Linked DNA regions of Hordeum vulgare: all the other regions are linked to region 3. The links are chromatin contacts, called in public Hi-C maps. All regions are on one chromosome and are shown on one strand. Each heading gives the region's core, a stretch centred on a gene start, on an enhancer-like site or on the middle of the called end of the contact. The rest is flanking DNA. Distances are from core to core; before and after follow the strand shown.

What was found. Hi-C and Micro-C count contacts between places; a contact is called where the count stands out from the background.
Region 1: a contact with region 3 is called in a Hi-C map of leaf, with 5 times the contacts expected there. The contact joins the promoter of LOC123425636 here to the promoter of LOC123425638 in region 3. A contact is called at or near these places in 6 of 6 Hi-C or Micro-C datasets (leaf, seedling and an unstated tissue) and 1 of 1 datasets of contacts at active chromatin or transcription factors (embryo).
Region 2: a contact with region 3 is called in a Hi-C map of leaf, with 3 times the contacts expected there. The contact joins the enhancer-like site here to the promoter of LOC123425638 in region 3. A contact is called at or near these places in 4 of 6 Hi-C or Micro-C datasets (leaf and seedling).

What each region holds. Positions count from the first base shown.
Region 1 is chr2H:155,852,198-155,854,897 of MorexV3_pseudomolecules_assembly, reverse strand. It overlaps LOC123425636 (aquaporin PIP2-1), which reads right to left and starts at 1,318. Exons shown (of 3, transcript XM_045109333.1): 1 at 619-1,318. The coding sequence starts at 1,236.
Region 2 is chr2H:155,692,146-155,694,845 of MorexV3_pseudomolecules_assembly, reverse strand. LOC123425635 (insulin-degrading enzyme-like 1, peroxisomal) reads right to left here. Exons shown (of 26, transcript XM_045109332.1): 26 at 218-616. The coding sequence ends at 365. Among protein-coding and RNA genes, the nearest start is that of LOC123425635, 28 kb to the right of the region's middle. Within about 2 kb of position 1,330, at least 3 of the 3 cell types and tissues checked have open chromatin away from gene starts, as enhancers often do. A contact at or near this core is called in leaf and seedling, where this site is marked.
Region 3 is chr2H:156,109,766-156,112,465 of MorexV3_pseudomolecules_assembly, reverse strand. LOC123425638 (zinc finger AN1 and C2H2 domain-containing stress-associated protein 16-like) reads left to right here and starts at 1,328. Exons shown (of 2, transcript XM_045109335.1): 1 at 1,328-1,623. The coding sequence starts at 1,525.

The DNA of each region.
Region 1 (2,700 bases), core at 69-2,568, 260 kb after region 3:
CCTGGGCAATAATTCACCAGCGCTGTCGTGGACGAAATCGACCACGTGTTATCACACCCAAACAGCTCAGCTTACTGTTGGGGCCACATGGGCCAAGGACATGGATGGGACTTAACTGGAATATAGTAAACATACTTATTACAGTAGTAATTGTCTGGCCACGCGGAGGTGTACCACACCACTAGATTCATCAGGATCCTTCATTCTTCCGTCAATTGCAGTGCCAGTACAACTGCTACGATTCACATTTACGCCTACGGGGAGACTAATGTCACTGTTAAGGATAAACACTTTTTTAAAGCATCACGGCATCACTTATTTTTTTTCAAAAAGAAATACCTGACGTCCTTTTTGTTCATTCTAATGATATATAGGATAAAATCATAAAGGAGTACATCATTCTTCCCGTTTTGTTCATCTTAGGAGGATACGATATTCTTGCTTTTCCCCCTTTTTGTTCATATGGAGTATCATTCTGCTCGTTTGGACGATCTGTCCTCATGGCATGCTATCTTAAGCTAAGCTCTAAGAAAAAAAGCTTTACTTTTTTGCTCAAAACAGAAAACTTTACTTTCTCAAAAGAATTGTGTAGCCCGGAGCCGGAGGTATCATGCTTACCGGGACGTGAGAGTCGCGTGCGCTGCGCTTGGGGTCGGTGGCGGAGAAGACGGTGTAGACGAGCACGAAGGTGCCGATGATCTCCGCGGCGAGGCCGGTGCCCTTGGAGTATCCGGCGGCGAGCGTGTTGGCGCCGCCGCCGTACCTGACGAAGTAGGCGCTCTGGAAGGCCTTGACGAGGCCGACCCCGCACATGGCGCCGAGGCACTGCGCCACCATGTAGAGCAGCGCGCGGACCAGGGAGACCTTGCGCGCCAGGAAGAGGCCGAAGGTCACGGCCGGGTTGATGTGGCCCCCGGAGATGCCGGCGGTGCAGTAGACGAGGACGAAGATCATGCCGCCGAAGGCCCACGCGATGCCGAGCACGCCCACGCCGCCGCACGCCGCGTCGGCGGCGCTGTTCACCGCGGGGTCCGTCTGGTGCTTGTACCCGATGACCGTGGCCACGGTGATGTAGAGGAAGAGCAGCGTGGCGATGAACTCGGCGATGACGGCGCGGTACAGCGACCACGACGCCAGCTCCGCCGCGTCCACCAGCGGGGCCGGCGGCGGGTCCGTGTAGTCCTTGGCCGCGAAGTCGCCGCCGCCGCCGGTCTCCATCACCTCGTCCTTCGCCATCAGTGTGTGTGGTTTCTTCTCGCTGGAAAAAAATGGAGTTGGAGCTTGTGTGTGGTGGGGGAGTGACGGGAGGAAGGTGGTATTTATGGAGCGGGGGAGAAGAGGTAGGTAGTAAAATACAACGAGGCGAGGGTGTGTGGTGGACGAGGCTCCGCACCCTCTCGTGGTGTCCTTGATGGAACTGAAAACTGAACTATTTTCTTCGTCTGAATTTTATTTGTACGAGTAGGAGGACTATATAATTTGCTGATAAGACCAAATGGGGCTTGGCTTTTGTTTTTGTTGCTGCAGTGAAGTGAGGTGGATAAGCTATTGGGGCATGTGCTGCGACGCAGGTGCAAACGCCAGATTCCAGAATTCACGGATATCTCTTTCCTCGATTGGAAGTTTGGAGAACTTGCCGACTGAGCATTGTGACAAAATCTACATGATACGGTGTCTTTACTGCCATGATCCGGACCTATTTTCACCTTCACCACATCTTCGTGCCATTCGTTTTACAGTTTTACTGAGCATTCGTTTTACAGTTTTTCATTCGTGTCTTTACTGAGCATTCGTTTTACAGTTTTTCATAAAGGAAATTTACAGTACGGCAGACGAACAGCAGACGCACAGACAGAATTGATCCTATAAATATTATTAAACTTCCACTCACCTTTTTTAATTAGTAGTTCGTGCCATTTAAACACCATTAGAGTTCCATATAAACACAGTTCATACGAGCTTAATAAAACGGAAATTTTAAACATAGTTCATACCACGCGACATAAATATAATTCAAAAAACATACTTTTAACGTAAACTAGTTCATATTTATACTTAAACTACTTGCCACCGCAGTTCTACTCGCCGTCACCATCACCATCACGGACTTGCCAACGCCGAGGTGGTGCTCCATGAGAGAGTTGGAGAGCCCATACGTGAGGTGGTACTCGTTCAATGTGCAACATGTGCTGCCGCAACTTCGTCGATGGTGATGGCCGCCTTTTTCGCCTCGAACCAGACGCGCTCGACCGTCGGGAGGCGCTAGATGGCTGGATCGATGATCTCACTAAGGCAACGGGAATTGCTACACGCTCGCGTGCGTGCTATTTGCGCGATTGAAAGCACAATTTTTGTCTAAGGTGGTTTTGATAATTAATCATAACATATGTGTCATTATCCAAATATATTTTAGAAAAGTTCAAAGATGCATTGGCTAAGGATCGTGAGGAGAACGCGTGGCTACTAGGAAAGAAATAGGATTGGCCAAGCGACTCAGCATTTTATATTTGTGAAAAATCATATTTGAGTCCATAGAAAAGTCAATACTACTAAAAGGGTGAGGTATCTATGATGAATTGGTTGCTCATATGGTTAGAGATAGTTACCAAAAATACCCAGTCATTCTCCCACAAAAGTTCTCTCTCCAAAGACTAAACATCAAAATCGGTGCCACCAAGATTTTCCATTCGTCTCTAATGG
Region 2 (2,700 bases), core at 81-2,580, 420 kb after region 3:
GTGTTGGGCACACATGCCGTTCTTCTGCAACTCCTACTAAAGCGGCTCGCGCCCACGGCGGTTGCGCGGCTGTTGGAGATGCTATCACATTACAACCGTAGCAGAGACTCTACTTCTGACTTGTACTCAGCTGGTTGCTAGCTACATCCTCTGATTCATGATATAAACAGGTTTAGAATGTATGCCAGTCGAACACTTTCAGGTCTAATCGTCGGTATAGAAACGAACATCAACATGTACAACTTCAAACTAATATGTATGGAATATATTCAGCCTAGCCAAAAGTGAGAACATTTGTCCCACACATTATTTTCTTTAGGAAAAATACAAGTTGAATGTAAATAAGACACGAAACAAAGTTGTCCTATAGCTTCATCTGACCAGCACCACCTTTGAATGAACCATATAAAGGTCTCGACCTCCTGAAGCTGAATATATCAGTTATTCGATGCGAATGCGGTGGTGGAACATCATGAACAATCTTTTCGTACTCAGAGGCATGGAGACCACCATAGATTTGTATGCTAAGGATCTTCTTTTCTGGTGCGCCGACCTTGACATAATTATCAAAGAACTCTATCAACTCTTCCTTCTTAAGCTCCCCCAGTGCAGCAACCTGCAATTGCAGAAATCCAAGCACTCAAAAACGACAACCCAAAACTGAAAACGACTGCCTTTTCCTCAAAAAGGAAAACAACACTCGCAAGCAAAACGCATTAAACAAAGGAAGAAGTCTACATGACCCCCTGAATGCTAAACCCAGGTAACCAGCCACCTAATGTTTGTAAAAACAGTTACAAATACCCTTATTCCACTATATTCTAGGTTGCTTCACAGGGTGGTTTTGCACGCATGGTGTGACAGGTGGGCACAACATGCTGTTCTCTCCTTTTGCTTGTTCAATTCTTCCTCACTGATACCGTGACACGGCAAGCAGCCACAGCCCATTGTTCAGATCCACGCAAAGACAAAGCTGTGCACATCGATGGAGCAGCTGCAACCCACCCCCAAAGCCAGCAGACCACCCAGTGACAGCAAAATCCCTAATCTGACAGCAGAAGGTGCGGATGATGGAGATTGAGTGTGGTGGGTGATCAGTAACTTGATTGCCCACTCTAGTTCCATGAGAAGGATCTGACTGCTTCACTTCCTGTCCAAAAAAGGCCATCTGCCTGTGCTGGCTAAAATGCTGGATGCAGCCGATCTCCCTATCTGCCCTTCTCTGGGCATACGGACTGCACGGTCATTTTTGCCTTACCTACCTTGTACCCAGGGGCGGATCCAGCCCAACGGGCCTCCCCCGGCCCCCTTTGTACACTGTACCATTTTGGGCCTCAAGATACAATATTTCGCTACAGTGTTACAAAGCCTGGGGCCTAGATCCGCCACTGCTTGTACCCGTGCTCATGCGGTCTTAAAGCTCCCTACACAATGTCACCTCCATGTCCCTTCATCTCTCATCTCTACGACCAGTGCGCCACACCATGTCTCTATGTATGCCACCTCCATGTCCCCTTCATCTCTCATCTCTACGACCAGTGCACCACACCACCTCCATGACCATTCTGACTCACATAGGGTCATTTCCGTTTTCACCATCATCAAAAACTTGCAAACCTGGGCAGGGCACTGAGGGAGGGAGGGAGTCGGTGGAGGGATGTAGATTAAGTAAACTACTCCCTCAGATCCAAAATAAGTGTCGTGGTTTTAGTTTGAAACCACGACACTTACTATTTTGGATCGGAAGGAGTAATTAAAAATAGGCAACTAAAATGACATGTGGTCCTCTCTCATGTCAGCTCAAAATCAATTTGAACTAAAACCACGTCATTTATTCTGGATCGGAGGGAGTAATTAAAAATTGGCAACTACAATGACATGTGGACCTCTCTCATGTCAGATCCAAATCAATCTGAACTAAAACCACAAACTTATTTTGGATCGGAGGGAGTAATTAAAAATAGGCAACTACAATGACACGTGGGCCTTGTTAGAATACTATATATATAGCCATGTAACCTCTCGTACTTCCCATTGTATAAGGGATTTTCTACATATCCACACCTGTACATGTATATATAATGGCCTATGGCCTCCTCAAAATACAAGCTGCATATTTCCTAACATGGTATTAGAGCCTTAGGGTTTTTTTTCGCACGCGCAACTCGTGCTCTCGATCCAATCCTCCGTCTACGTGGTCGCCACCTATCCTCTGTGAACGGCACCCCTCTCCGGTGTTCATCCTGTTACAGTATATGTGGATTGCACTAACCCTTTCCATCAGTTTGGACTATCAGTTTGGACTTTTGATTGTGTTGGCTAGTGCATAAAGCTTAACATGGTATCAGAGCTAAAGTCTTGAGTTCAAGTCCTGGCTTTCGTAATTTATTTAAAAAAATTGCTGGTAGTCCCCCTTTGTGTCCACGTAGAGACCTCTGACTTGTAGAGACCTCTGACTTGTCTTCCCCGTCACACGTGAGAAGAGGTGTTTCAATATATGTGGATTGCACTAACCCTTTCCATCAGTTCGGACTTTTTGTTGCATTGGCTAGTCGCCGGCTGCAGCTCCAACTCCCGCCCGAGCCGCTGGCTGCAGCTCCCTCCCCAAGTCAACCCTGCTGCCAGATCTCCTCTCATCGCCCGTCGCCGGATCCTGCTGCCATCCTCACCACCTGCAGTCGTCCCCATCGGATCTTGTCG
Region 3 (2,700 bases), core at 79-2,578:
CCCCAGCGTGAGACGGTCTGGACCCATCTTGTCCGTTTTGTGTCCGGGGCGACCCATTTCGAGCGCAAACTTGCGCGGGGTTTGGGTCGCGGGGGACATCAAACAGACGCGCGCTCGTCCGCGTCGGGGCCGCGTGGCAGGCGGCCACCTATCTTCCACCCACCCACATCAATGCGCATGAGCGCCCGGGCCCGCCTGTCATCCGCTCAGGGAACGGTCACGGTCCTTCCTAAATGGGGAAGCCGTGGACCGGTCGTCGTCCACATTTCTCATCACCACCCCGCAGCCTCCTCGAAACCCGACACCCAAACCCTAGCCTCCTCGAACTCGTCGGCCGCCCACCTCGCAGCCATGGGGCTGTGGAAGCACGACCGCAAGGGGAAGCACGACCGCGAGGCTGGCTCCTCGTCGGGACGTTGTCGCGGCTCCGTGAAGGAGGAGGCCGCATCGTCACCGCGGCGGGCCTCCGCGCCTGCTCCCTTCACCATCGACCCTAGGCCCGCCGGTCAGCGTGATCGGCAGTACCTCAACGCTGAGGTATGCCGGCGCTACTGGGAGACGAGGATGCCGGTCCTGTGGAGCGACGTCCGTCACCGGAGCGGGACGCCTCGCCACGGGAGGAGGTGCTACATGCTCCTGCCAGCTTCCAGCCCGCCCCCGCGCACCACGGACCGCCGACCCACCTCTGGACGCCGCTGGCCTACGTCGACCTCGTCAGCGACGACGATGACGACGACACCGACGGTCAGTGAAGACGGCGACGGCCACGACATCGACGTTTTTTTAATGTTAATTATGTCAAACTGGACCGTTTTGTGGTCGTGAAAAAATGGTCTTTTTTATGTTAATGTTATGTTTTAAGTTTTTTTAACTGCGTTTATTTACTTTTTAGTTAAGTTTTTCTATTTTTTTAATCACATTCAACACGGACATGATTTGAGGTGCGGCCGCGCGGTGGGCGCACGTATAACCCAACGGACAGAAGCAGACATAAACGAACCCATTGTCGTTCAAAACGAACAAAATCTGATCAAACCAGACGTGTGTTTGGAGTCGTGCGGTGGAGTTGACCTGGAGTCTGGAGTGTAAATAACACTGTAGCAAGCATGGACCGGGCCTTTGGCGAATCCTGGCTTCGCCACTGTCTACCGTTGACACTTTTCCCGTTACCGGCTCACCACCGACTCCACATTCCCCATCGTTGCAAACAACAACAACAACAATAAAAAAAAAACTCCACCTTCCCTCACAAAACAAAGCGCGTACCAACTAATACGGGCCCGCGGTCATACGAGTACCCGGCATAAACTGCAGACTAGTCCGAGGGCCTGGCCGAAAACACACCGTCAAAACGTTTTTGTAATCGATTTCGTGCCCCTTCCGCCGTTCCGCGTGCGTGCGTGCGAGCGACCTTCTCCCCCCCTTCCCTGCCGGTGGCAGCGACCGAGGCAGCCGTCGGAGCGGACGGGCGCGAGTCGGCGAGTTTGCTCGGATCTCCCGAAGGCCGCGCGGTTCCGACGGGCCATGGGCACGCCGGAGTTCCCTGACCTGGGGCGGCACTGCAGCGTCGGCGACTGCCACCTGATCGATTTCCTCCCCTTCACCTGCGACCGATGCGACTTCGTACGTTTCCGCCCCCCTGTCCCTCTGATTCGTTGACCGAATTTGACTATTGATTAGCGTGAAAGTTGGATCAATTGCGTTTAGAGCTTGGGCCGGTCTGAGTATTGCTCTGTGGATTGTGGAACGCGAGAATCGTTGCTTCTCTGCACACGCGCTTTCCTGAAACAGATCCTGGTAGTGGTAGTTTGGGCGGTTTTACTTATTGTGATCTGGCAGCCTACTAAGAAGTAAGAACTCACCTCAGGAGATGGTAAGGGGCTAAGGGAAACCGAATTATTCTGGTCAATGCCCCTTGGCCATTCATGTTGTTGCCTGGGCAGCAGGGAAGAGCCTTTCTTTCTCCAATTCCGGGCAATAGAGTATCAACGCCTGCCATCTTGAAGCAGTGCTTCTGCTGGCTTTGTTGCTGAAGTAGAGTTATTGTGTCACTGCTTAGTATTTCGTCAGTAGTGACATGATCTGCATGAACTTTTGGGGGATGCCAAAGAAATGCTTTGGTTGATTGAAACATTCATTTCAAGGCCGTTGTGCTAGATTATTAGTTTATGGACACATGTTTGTAGACTCGAACGTAAAACCTACTTGATCCTAAGTTCCTAACTGCCATTGTCATACACCAAAGTAGAAGCAACCTTTTGTAAAGCCTATTATTGAAGAAACAACAAGCAAACATGTGTACATGGTTTAAGTATAATATATGTATTTCATGAGAGCTAGCCTTTTTTAACATTAAGGAAATATTAGATTTTGAATAGTGTCCTGAGACCTGAAGCACACTACTTAATGCATTACATAATAAGAAGCAACTACTGGTGTACCAAGAAATGGTGGACTCTAACCAAACTAGAAACCGGGGGGGGGGGGGGGGGGGGGGGAAGCCTTAATCGGCTAGGAGTACCCGTTTTCACTTTTCAGTATGGCTGACAATGATGAAAGAACCTGTATTCATAACCGCAGCAGCACCCAAGTATTGTGTCAGTTTCACCCCCTGAAACCCCCCTTGATTCTCATCCCCAACATGCAGAAAAGAAGCCTTAATCGGCAAGGAGTATCTGTTTTCACTTTTCAGTATGGCTG